Regions from separate parts of the Oryzias latipes genome. Here region 1 is linked to region 2. A link is a contact called in public Hi-C data. All regions are on one chromosome and are shown on one strand. The core of a region is the stretch at or near the end of the contact, and the rest is flanking DNA. Distances in the headings are between cores, read along the strand shown.

Region 1 (6,265 bases), core at 2,098-4,597, 200 kb after region 2:
ATGCCATCAAAATAAAAAAATCTGCACAGTAGCTGCCACTTAGTCAAACTGGGGCAATTGAAAATTCCTCTTCCAGTTAATGCCAAATGCCACTATATAAATTTTTGAACTTGACTGCCAAGTCTCTGCACTGCTTTCTGCCCAGTCTTCTAATTGAAAACGTTATAGGGGTGCATTACACTTAAGAGTTTTTATAAGCTGTGCTATAAAGCCCTTGCAGGCCCAGGGAAGGGGAAACTGCCCATTAACTTATAAGGTCCAGGCCTTGGCTCTTTTAATTGACAACCTCTAGGCTACTTTCATCACTTGTCGACTTCATGGCAGCAGTCAATGCTTCCTCCAGGATGCTGTTGCATCTTTGACACAAGGGTGTTTGTGACAAAGAGCAGTCTGCCGCCAATGCTAGGGTGAGAGCTTAAGGCTGTCTATAAAACAAGCCCACGCAGTGCTTTCTTAGTTCCAGCCGTTTGGAAGGGATACATTTAACCGTTTAAGAGCTGATTCTTAGAGGAAAAGTTGTTGAAATGAAATACATCCAATTAATAGTGTACACTTTTGTAGTCCATAATTGAAGGCATCGCGAGTGGATAGTTGGGATGGTCACTTCATACTCTATTCCAAGAACACCAGCTTTGCACGCCCGGCAATCCACGCTCCATAACTAAGTGCAACATGTCAAAAAGTAATGGGTTTGATGATCCTCTGATCTTCTTCCAGGTCAGCATCAATATAAAAACAACTACTGTTTTGTTTATAAGAGGTTTCTGACCCTTAATTCAGACAGAACACCTCATGTGTATATATAAATATATGTTGTTATTGATAGTTTTCTGTAAAAGACTAGGATTGGGTTAAAAGAAATTGATTAAAGTATTCCGTAATTGGAAAATCAATATCGTTTCATCATATTCATGAGCTGATTCACCTATAATTTTCCATTTTTGCTGCTCTTAGCTTGTTTTTAATTAATACATTTGTAATTTATTTAACAAAAGTTTCACTTCTGCTCAGTTTTTGTCATCGGCTATGTTTACAGTGTCTTCACACATCCCCTCCTCTTCCCTCTAAAATTGGTTTTGAATGGACACTTAGAACACCAATTATTACAGAACAGATTTTTATGAAGGAAAGCTTCAAAAGTGCAAGAATTGCTGGTCTCTATCTGTTCACATGCCTGTTTTTCTACGCCTCATTGTTAACATTACCTTGAAAAAGTTCTCAAACTTCCTGGTTTAGGCTTGTTGCAGGTCCGCAATACAATTTGATCCATAATATTATATTTGGGTGCTTTACGACTTCCACTGGTTTTGTGACAATGTAGTGAAAAGCACAAACCAGTCAGTAAGAATGATGATCATCATCAAAGTCAGTAATGTGCACTAAGCAGTCACTAATTAGAAACAGTTATGCTAATAAAAGGTAAAAAAAAAAAACATTTGGGTCTCTAGTCAATCAACATTTGTGTCCTCAGTAAATCAGATCCCTCAAAATAAAGATTTTCCTTAGCTGCTAAATAGGTCAAGTAAAAAAAAATTCTTCCCAGATTTTCTAACATAAAAAAGTCAAATAAAGAAGACAATAAAATATGTATTTTTAATGATGATTTTCAAATGTCCAAAATTGTTGATTATTGTTTAATTTTTCTGCAACCTCAATGGCTCAATAAATAAAAAACAGATTTAACAACTTGATAGAAAAAGGATTAAAAGATTATGTCTTTTTATTGGCCTACTGTCAAGGAATTTTTCCATTTTTAAATATCTTTACAAACATACGTGCTGTACAAACACTTTAACATACGAGCTATGTATAAACAACAACAAAAAACATTAAAACAATATTATTAATATTAAAAATAATATTATTCAAATTATTTTCAAACACTAAATGTAAAATAAGAAATATGTACATTATAATAAGGAAAAACACAACCATGTATGCACTTAAGCACAACTGAAGACTGTTTATTCTCTGCACATTTTTTTCCTGTCAAATCAAAACATAAATTTGGAAGTGACAGTTTTAAAAGGGAGGTCTGCTATTCTCTTTATAAGTGTAGGAGGAAATGTCTTTAAAGACTATATTTTTGTTGTAAGCGTGTTCCCAGTGGTCTTTTCATTATGATGATGCAGCTTTTAGGCAAAGCCAAAAACGCTGTGTCGTTTTCTAAAACATGGTTTCTGCAAAGTGGCAGTAGTTTATTAGAAAAGCACCTCCAAATTGTGGGTGGGACTATTGGAGCAGAGAAAGCCCCACCCCTTCCATTCATACATCTTGTTTACATGCTCTCCCACCAGCTTACAGTCCCTCACACCGCTAACCTAACATGTAAAAAAAAAAAAAGCGGTGAGCATTATTGGAGCTATCCAGCTGTCCAGTTTTGATCCAGATTTTCCAACAGCATTTTTCATCTTCACAATGATTAGAATAAAGAAATACTCAGAAATGCAAAATGAAGCTTAATTTTCACAATATTTGTCCTCTACTATCAGAAAAATACCACAACATGTTAAAAACACACTTTTTATCAGGGTCTTAAAAAGGAAAAAAATGTTTAAAAGGATTTAACTAACTAGCAGCGCAGTGGTGTGGGAGGAAGCCCCTTGGGTCATTTAACAGCCATCAGCTGACATCGGTGGATGCTGACCAGCATGGCTGTGTGGTTACTTTACTCTGCTCCTCTGCAGACAGACAGAGCTGCAAAATGCTGAGGCTGCTCGTCCAAACACTGATGATGGGAGCTTTATGTCTCGGTTTACTGTTTATAGGTTGACAAAGTTTTTTTTGCTGTTGCTGCAGCACAGCAAAAGATTAAGAATTTATTCAGTTTTTATCATTCCAACAGCATATTTTCAAGGGAATTTTTTTTGGCTATACCTTTTTTTTTAAGTTACAAATAAAATCATGTTAATTCTGCATGGGTCCCGTGTGATTTACTTTGTGCAATTTAAAGCGACAAAACAAATTATTTGCATACTAGCGTTTGCTGAGTTACAAACATTGCATTTTTTTTGTAAAGTAAAATAAATATACTGCAGAGAAATTTGATTTTAAACAACATCTCCTGACTGACTTGAGTGGAGAGCTAGCAAATAAAGTACAACATGACCGACAGCTAAAACCGCAACACTAAAGCAACGTCCGGTCCACGGTTTCAACAGTTTAGCCTGTAATGTTTTAAAGTAAACATGTACATAAAAAAGAAAATGTGTAAAAACACGGTTTGACTTACTGCAGAGCCAACTGTCTCACTGCTCCTGTCATGAGCGCCGCCATGTTTTCCGGTGACGATGGCAGCAGCGAGCAGCGATTGGCTTCCGGACTTCCTCCCATGTCCGAAATGAGTCGCGTGATTGGTCAAATTAGGATGGAGGCGGGGCCCGGACGTTCCTGACATGTGGAGAATGGTACATAGCAGGTGGTCAGAGATGTGTGAGAAAGGCGAGAAACTTGTAAAGAATAATAAATGTCCCCCCCAAAAAATGATATGAATAATACTAATAAATAAATAAATTGTTTTGTAATTTTATTTTTTGCTCGTGCTCTTTTGGAAGTAAAAAGGCAGATGTTCTACTATCCTGGAGAGCAAAAATGAGAAGGAGATTTGTTTGAGAAGCAGCCACCCCATCCATGCCTTGTCGGGCACAGCAGCAGTCAGCTGCCATAACCCTCAGTCAAGTTCAAATGTGGTGAACAAATGACATGGAGGGGTTTGTCATTGTTAAATCTGCATGACAAATGATTTATTTGTTTTTTCGTTTGTTGAATTAATATCTAATTAGAACTTTTGTTCAGGTGGGCTTGCTGTACAATTAAGTTATCAAAATGTGAAGAGTAATATGTAAGAAATTTAGCAATTAAAATAACCCAAGCAAGGTAACACTATAAATTTGTAGCTGGATTATTTTATATTTTAATGTAAAAATGTTAATAATTAATATAATTTACTTAATAAAAAGCAATATAAATAGATAAAACTAAATGAAAAAATGTCTTTATAATTACTATGAAATTTACATTACAAATCTTAGCTGACAACACCTGAGGCCTTTAATGTTCAAAACTTGACATGACTTTCTTTAGGGCAAATTTTAAAACCCATTAATGTCAAAAACTTGAAGGTTTCACATTTACCAAAAAGAGGGATATGTGTTAATCTTTTCTTACTCCAGTTAGGAATGCAATGGTGTAGGTAAATTCCTTTCATGGGTTACTTGGAAACTACTTCTTTCCTTCTCCTTCTGTTCATCGAACGCAATTGTTGTCTACTAATCCAGTTTTGATAGCATTTGGCACACTTTCTTTGGATCACAGCAAGATGCTCGACTTCCATTCTGGTCTCCCCTAGGAACCTCTGAGCTCGTGAAAGCAGCCGACACCAGGTTGGGCCAGGGCAGGGGGGTTCTCTGTGTTCTCATGAAGCACAAAAATGTATTTTCTGATTCATGTCACCCCCCCACCCCTGTCACATTTGTGCACACACTCACACAAACAGCAAAAAAAAACCTTCAAAAGCTCATCAGTCTGTCAGTCAATCTGAGATCCATTCTAATTGTTTGTTCATTCCTGTCCTTCTGTAGTGTTATTGAACATTGCCATCACCTAATGACCTCCATGTAAAGCAACAGAATGCAAAATATTATTTCAGTGGTGAAAGCTTTTTTTGCCTTGTCCCTCTTTGTACTCCCCCATCCAAATGGACAATGCATAACTAGGCCTTGATGCCTCAGAAGTCTGGGTTCATTAAAATCTTGAACGAGTGCCAAAGCTGTAGTTCGAGATAAAAGGAATATGAAAGGATAGCAAAATTTATGGATGGCAAGACACCACCTCACCCTGGCATTTATAATAAACAAATGGTTTCTGTTTCCAATTTAAATTTCTCATTATGCTGTGACTTTTGGAAAATGTGTTTTGATTTACCAACATTTTATCTGAAAAACTGTATAATTGATTAGATTTACATGGCTCTGATTTTGATGCTGATCGCCTGCCTTCCCCATCAACCCCCACCCGCAGTCCGAGCTCCCTACCAAAAAAAAAAAAAGAATGATCTGAACAGCTCCTGAGGCACATTAACATCATATAAAACAAAACTACATATCAAACACTTTTTAAATTTTTTTTTATCACAGAAATAATTGGTTTAAACCTGCATAAAAAATTAAAAAAAAAATCACCCCTTTGAAAGAAACTCCTGTGAGGGCACCAAAAAATGGTGAGGTAGACTTCACAGCCCAAGTGAGGATGGACATCAATGCAGTGTGCCAGCAATGGCTACATTAACCCATGGCTAAATCCCATCACACAAATGTCAGTGTATCCGTTATGAAACCATGACATTTAGATTCAAGGTCTCCATTGTGGTTTTAGAGGGAGCTGATGTTTTTTTCCATTCTTTGTATCCATCAAAACTGCACAGGGCCTCACAGCAAACTGTACTCCAAAACATAGAAAGGTTAAAGATCACAGGGGTTTATGTACCTTATTTCATTGCAAAAGGCTTACTTGTTATTATGGTCAAACCACAATCCTTTCATTTCACTGAGACAGTAGAACTGATTGATTTGTGTTCAACAATGTGTATTTGCAAAATATATAGTAAATGCTGCACAAAAAAACGGTAACATTTAAATATTATGGACACATGTTTTGTTTATAATAATAACAAAACATTTGGAAAAAAATAATTGTTGGGACATTAAAACTACTCTAAAACACAGTAAAAAAAAATGAAAATAAAAAAGAAAGATCTACTGATCAGGGCAAAATCTTTGTATAAATGTGGCAGAATTTGGCTTGCTCCTCAATTTACTCTAGACAACCTTTTCAAACATCACCAGCATCACCTCAGCACACCAGGATGAGCCCAAACTGACACCTCACGACCACTCATGAGTCATGTGTAATGAAGAACAAAAAACACATTCAATAACTGGACAATGTGTCATAAAGAGCTCATCTTAGGAGCACAACACCTATAAGCCACTATGCTGGGAATCACAAGATGTTTAATTATTGCCTCTTTGCATTAGTTTGAATTTCACCCCCTCGGGCATCAGTTTGGGGGGGCGGGTTAGGGTGCCAAGAGGTGGAGAAGCTGATGCAGATGGTGAAAAAAACAGGGGGAAAAAAAGTCATTACTGGGTCTCTTCCTCTTATTTCTTGCCTCTGCCTGCGGACTGCAGTCAAGATCAGGAATTTCAAATGATATCATGACAATTTCTCATGCTCTTCAAACCAGTGATGTTTTACCGACTCATTT
Region 2 (6,801 bases), core at 3,461-5,960:
CTGATTAAAAAGAGCTCCGCTGGCTGCTTCACAATGGACCCGACTTAACTGAATTAGGTCCGGGCATGAGGGCTGTAGAAAAGTTAACAACTTTGTCTGAGTATCAGTATGCATACAATTCTACTTTGAAAAAGATTTTTTTTTTAAATTTCTTTTAGAAAATGTGATGTTTCACATAATATTGTTTGAATTGTGTGCATAAATCAATCATCTAAACGTGTGCTAATGATCTATTTTTACATAAAATAAATAAAATTGCTTGAAAAATGATAAATAAATCCCAGATTTCCCAATTTTTGATTGTTTTGGGATTAAACAATAATCAATTAATTTTTTTTAAATGATTTTTAAAAAATGGGATACTGGAACAGTTTCCAACTGTAAACTTTGTGCAAACACAGCAGCCAAGCAGAGAGCATCCAAGTACCCTGCAAACGTCTCAGACAGACAGACAGACAGTTGAGCTTGACAAGAGACAAGATCTAATCTGCATTGGATAGCTGACACGGCCATGCCACTCCTAAATCTTGGAGATTGGACTGAAGAGGAAGGATTTAACTTAAACCCCCTTTGAAAGTGCTAAATGTGTTTTTGTAATTAAAGCCATACAATTAACACTGACATGCTCAGGTCAGGAAGGGCACAGCCTCTCTGTTCAGATGAACCTCTGCCAGTGAAAAGAGACAGAGCAAAGGGGACAAGAGACTGCGAGATAAAGAGGGGAAAAGGGCTGCCGCAAAGTTTCAATGGCTGCTCAGGAGTGGGAGACGCAGAAAAGAAAGCGGTGAATGAACAAGGGGATTGGAGGGGGGAGGAAAGAGAGATTGATCATTGAAGCGGTATAGATTTCAGTATTCAGGCTGCACAGTGCTCCGTGAACTAACCTCCAGACCACAGCGTTTATTTTGGGACAGTGTTCAAGATCTGGGAGGGGGTATCCAGTTCCCTGACTTTAAAGAACCAAAAACTGTTGGAGCAAAGCTTTTAGGTGCTCCCTAAAGCCCCACATTAAGTGAATTGGAGCAGCTGTTGCAATATATGACAATATTTTCACTGTAAATACAGCTCCACATGATGGATTGCCAACAGGAGGATTCCTTTAATTTGGAATTAAACATGAAAATGAAAGAAGGAAAAAGAAACACAATTACTAAGTGAACTTTTGACTCAAAAGTGGAAATAAAGCCTCACCGCTACTACACTTTAAGTAATCTAAACATACATTACTTTTAAAAAGCATTTGTTTTTTACTGTCATTTCAGAGGACATAAATCTTGTGCTATAATATGTTACAGTAAATCAATACATTTCAATACAAATGTAAACAGCATTTGCTAAAATGAATTAACTGACATTTTTCAAAGTAATGTGTTTGTATACATTTTATTTTGTACAAATCTGTGTTATTTTAGTCTTTGAAACTTATTTTTAACAGAATACAATTATTCATAACTGTTTTTACCTTTAACTAAACAGTTTTCAGGTAATTTTAAAGATACAAATCAAAGTTACATTATTCAGAGAAAAAAACATTTCCTCAAAATAAAGACAAGCAGATTTTATTTTGTTAACATTTTGAACTTATAAACATTTTTTGCTTTTCCAAAAAATCAAAACTTGTACCAAGAAAGTTAACTACCTTGCTGTTTAAATACTCAGAAACCTTAAAATGTGCAAATCCTAACAACTTAAAATTTCTCCCTTTGCTATGTGTTAAACTAATTGCTTTAATAGTAACAACATTATAATTAAAAAAAAAATGTTACATAAACAATTTAATCTATTGTTGTTTCTTAACTTGATGGTTACTTCATTTAATTGTGTATGCCTCTTTTTGGAGCAGAAGACAATTTGCTTTTCAGAAATAACTAAATAAAAATAATAGCAGTGTAAGAAAAGTATCTTTCCTTTACAAACAACCAGATGAGTTTCTCTGCTGTCATGATCAGGTGGGCTCTTAGCGTGTGACCCATGTCACAGGCATCAAGCCCTGACGGACACAGCTGTCTTGCCGCAGGCAAAAAGGAGCAAGGAGGAATAGTGAGGACAAATCAAGTTAAAAAAAGAAGAAGAAGAAGAAACAGAGGCAGCAATGTGTGAGTTAGTGTGTCTTTTGGCTGCTGTGTCGGTCACTCTCTGGCATTTTCTGGGGCATGTCTGTTTGGCTCCCCGCTCATTCAGCACCACACGAAGACCACATACAAAAAAAAAAAAAAGAGATCACTGACAAGACAGCTTGAGAAAAGACACAAACGTGCTTTTTAACAGAGAAGGAAATAAAGTTTTTAATGTTGCTGACCGTTGTGGCAGATCCATCTAACACCCACTTGACCTTTTGGAAGAAACAACTTAGAAAAATGCGATTTTAGATTAATAAAACGGAGCAGGGAAATGCTGCAAAGTCAGTCCCGGGAGTGGAATAATAGGATGAAAGAAAAGGCCACAAGAGTTTGTGAGAAAATCTCATAAAACAGATGAATATTCAGAAAATATTTGTGAAGATTTAAACTCCAATTGCCAACACAAAAATATGTCTTTTTATTTTTTAGCATTTTTGTGACTAAAAAGGAAATGAGTGTAAAACAAAGGTACCTTTTTTGAAATTTTGGTCGAAATTGACACAATTTTTGAAAAACCTTTGGATTAGATGACAAGTATTTCTACTGAAATGCTGGGACTTCAGCGATTTTCACATTTTAGCAGCAGGAACAGACTGGTCCACTGCAGACAGGGCCTAACAGAGCCCAGCAGGGCTGGGCAGGGACAGGGAGGCACAGAGCACATGTTAGGACCAGAGGAAAGAGCCGCGCAGACTGGAAGAGAGCCACATGTGCTGGAGCCTCCGTGAGAGACTCCGACACTGCTCACGCTGTCAACATGCTGACATATACATACACAAACATTCGTGCTGAGACACTGACACACACATGTGCACGTACACACTGCAGGGCCAAGCCAATTAACACCCTGCAACTGCACAGATCACATTCGGGGCAGTGGAGAAAAAGGAGGGCATATGTGGATGATGGTACATGCAAATGAGATGAACAAGGCACGCTCTAAAGTCTGGAAAAGTCACTTTTGACATCATTCATCAGAGTGTATATGCCAAAGTGAAAGCTTCAATATATTATATTAACCCTTGTATTGTGTTTATAAGGGTTAAAGGTGACTTCCCCAAAAGATTTCTTTACGTAATGTACTTATATTTAATTTCTAATTAAAAGTTTGAATGGAAGACAGAAAAAAAACCTTCTTGCTTGTGTATTCTGAACACCTAATGTATAAAAATTGAGATCTAAAGAGGGTCAGCCGAAAAATGCATCTCTGTCCTTGAAGTTTGGCGTCAGAACCAGAAGATGGCAACATACCTCTGGCTGAGATGCTGGCCTGGCTCCCTGCTCTTTCACTTTTTTGTGCATATAAATGTTCACCTGGTGCTTTGTTTATTCATTTATTCATTTACCTGCAAAGGATCTTTAAAAAAAAATAACAGGAAAATGCTAGAGGTTTTCCTTTGAATGACTGACTTGCTTAAGCTAGAAGGAAAAAAACCCAATAGTGTTGAGCTTGAAGTGTATTCTGCACGCGCATGTTTTAAAGCGTGTTCAAGCGCCTTTGTGTTTGTTGGCTGCCTGTAGCTAAAAGTATATGATAATGTGTGGATTGTATATTTTTTTTACGTCTTCTTTAAGCCCCTTTTTCTTTCAGACACAGCTTGCTCCTCTTCACAATTCTTCTGGGTTTTGCTCCCCTGCTCCTCCTCTCTTCGCTCTATGACATGCCTTACAAAAGCAAACCGACAGAGTCCAATACAGGCTTTCAGCACAAAAACCCAAAAGCAAAAAAAAATTTAAAAAAATCAGAGTCGATCCTAATTAAAGCAGACGCCTTTCCACTGAGACTGAATGAAAAAGAGACTCAAGTGAGTAGCTGGAGTCATTCATTTACAGTAAAGAGTCCCCATTACACGACAAGGGCCGATCCTGTCACTTCAAACAGATTGGGCAAAGATAAGTCTATTTTCTATAGTAAACAGATTAATATTTGATGTACAGTACAGTAAGCAATCCTCTCTGCGTGTTTCCCTCCTCTCCTCCATTTGCTCTCATGTGCATGCGTGCATGTGTCTGTGGGCACAGTGGGGTTGAAGGGGGGTGCTGGTTTGTGGGGTGCTAAATGAGGCAACTGGCGTATCTAAGAGCATGCATAATCTCTCCGAGATGACGATGGAGAAAATACAGTTTTAGAAAAAAGGGGGAAAAAAAACGATGATGGGGTTGATTCATTCGGATTTTTCACATCAAATCTCATATTTTTCCAAAGCTTGATTTAATAGAAATAGGTCAAACTGAATTATCTCAAAGGAAAAATCCGGGACGGAATGGGAATAAAGGGAGCATTTAAATGTTTTATCGTCACAAAATTAAATTGCAATCATTGTGAGCCGGCAATCACAATCAAATTCTGTTTATTCGCACTAAATAATTTCATAAAAAGAGGACAATTACTGTAAAGGCCAGTGAGCGCTTTTCAGAAGAGACTTTACCTGACGGCATCAAACTGTTTGATGCCGTCAACCCTGTATTGGGGTTCATGCCAAGATGGCCCATGTGGGAAATGTGGCACAACCAGGGGGTAGGAGCCAGTTGGATGGCTGAAGAGTAGGAGGTACAAGTAGAACAATTACAGCAGTCACTTACCATCACAGTGTCTGGTTGAGGCAATGGCACAGCGGGACGCCGCGGGGCAAGAATGAAGCTTTTATCCAGCTGGTATCACAAGATCAAGCTGGTCGTGCCAGAAATGACAAAACAATATGCTTAGCCCATCAGAAGGTACAGTTTTTCTTTTTCTTTCCCTTTCCCCCCCAATAAATGTGTACTCACAGATCTCAAGAGGCTGAAGGTTTACCTGTTCTGAACAGCTGGTCTGTTTACTCAAATAAATACAAATTAAAAAATAGGCAACGAAAGTGCCAAAATCTCACCGAAAGATTTTATTTCCCTTCATTGAGATCTCCCCTTTTCATTAATTTCAGCTTCAACATGTGTCATTTGGCATCTGTCAGAATTTTGGGAGGCCCCCGAGCAGACATGACAAACATTACAAGTCAACGCAGCTGATATTTTGTCAGCTTTCAAAGTAAAATGGATACAGCTAATGAAAGACTTTGGGTCCAGATGGAGAATGTGACTGAAGTGAAAAACTAAGAGGAAAAAAAAAAAAAAGAAGAAAGAGAGGCTTGATGTGCCAAAATAACCACCCACAGATATGGCCATTTGAATGCAAGTCGTTCACGCTGAGTATCTGTGTGCAAACATTTGCATGAACGTGCATACAAGCACAGGCACAAACAGGGCCGAGGCAGCTGACCCAATCTGCCCCTCGTCCTCGGGTTCAACGGTGGCCACTCCTAGACTCTCACCTCCCCCTGTCATGTCTAATTCTCCTGGTAGGATCCATCATCTGGTTGGCAGTCAGGGTGCCAGTCAGCTGCATCCCAGGGGACCCTTAGGCAATGGGAGCTCGGAGGCGCTGGGCTGAAGCCTCCTCAGCCCCAGAAGCAGCTGTGTGGGAGACAGAGAGAGGTGCAGCACAGATGTGGGAGTCTGGAGCCGACAGAAGGTATGGTCGATTTCAGTGTCGGCCATGTTTGTTATTCCACCTTTCCTGTGAGGAAAAAGCAGGCCCTTGATCTGGCTCACAGCTAAACACTTAGCTTTTGTTCCCGAGTTGAAAAACTGCAATGAGATTGAGGCATAGGGGAAAAGAGAAGAAAGGGAAAAGGGACTTGGAGCCAGAAGAGAAATCCGGTCACTAAGGGCAGAGAAGTGCTGGATATTATACTACCGGCTAAAAGCCATTTAAACACCTTTCCTCAAAATGTAGACTGCAAAAACAGACTCCTTCAAACAGAGCTGGAAATTCCTACCCCATTGGCAGATTTTCTTTAAATAAGCAAAAAAAAAAATTTTTTTGCCAACTGGGTAAGAAAGAATTCTAGTATACACCCTAAATGAGATTATTTTTCTTGAAAGACAGAAGATAAGACAATTTTTCTTGAAACAAATCTTTTTACTTTCTTTAAGAGTCAGTTTTTGAAGTAAAATAGAAAAAAACATATTTTAGGTTTAACAAGCCAAATGAAATCCAAAACGATTTGTACTGTGAAGCTACGTTTACACTTCTTTCGTCAAGCGATTACTTTTAATGAAAAGTCCGTGTTTTTGCATTTACATGCCCATTATGGGCTTCTGCATTCAAAACTCACATTCACGGTCGCTACACAAGGTTTTAAGTCAGTTTTTGAGATTTACGTCCAAAATTTGCAGCAATTGAACGTGTGTTAAAAGTTAAACCATTTGGACTTAACCCTTGTGCTATCTTAGATGACCCCACCCTTACATTGACGTGTTCTCCCTACCATGACAAAGGTGGATAAAGGTGGAAAGATTTCATGTAATCCATGGACACCAGTGAAGATCACAAATCATTGAAGAAAAAAGGTTCGGAGAACTGTCTAGTGGGTCTAGATGACCCAACTACCAATGTTAAAGTGCCTAGGATAGCCAAAGGGTTACTAGTGGCAATTGGATGGCGTTTGAGTTCACAGAAGTGCCAACAGTTGATCATGGGGGAGAAATGAATAATTGTAGTCTATGCCCGGATGGAATTATATGACGATTGAAGATTGTTAAAAAAAAGTCTTCACCGAGATATACCAGTTTTGCACATCTTCAACATTTCGCACCAAGCCTTTTCCAACTGTAGGTGGTGGACAAGTGCTAGTAAACAGTA

The links. A called contact is a pair of places that touch in the nucleus more often than the background predicts.
Region 1: a contact with region 2 is called in a Hi-C map of gastrula embryo, with 2.0 times the contacts expected there. The contact joins the promoter of clybl here to the enhancer-like site in region 2. A contact is called at or near these places in 3 of 5 Hi-C or Micro-C datasets (embryo and gastrula embryo).

The regions. Positions count from the first base shown.
Region 1 is chr21:7,830,309-7,836,573 of ASM223467v1, forward strand. It overlaps clybl (citramalyl-CoA lyase, mitochondrial), which reads right to left and starts at 3,348. Exons shown (of 8, transcript XM_004081449.4): 1 at 3,233-3,348. The coding sequence starts at 3,333.
Region 2 is chr21:7,630,966-7,637,766 of ASM223467v1, forward strand. LOC110017410 (a long non-coding RNA gene) reads right to left here. Exons shown (of 6, transcript XR_002872446.1): 5 at 5,429-5,570; 6 at 1,228-4,791. Among protein-coding and RNA genes, the nearest start is that of tmtc4, 27 kb to the left of the region's middle. Within about 2 kb of position 4,711, at least 2 of the 8 cell types and tissues checked have an H3K27ac peak or open chromatin away from gene starts, as enhancers often do. A contact at or near this core is called in embryo and gastrula embryo, where this site is marked.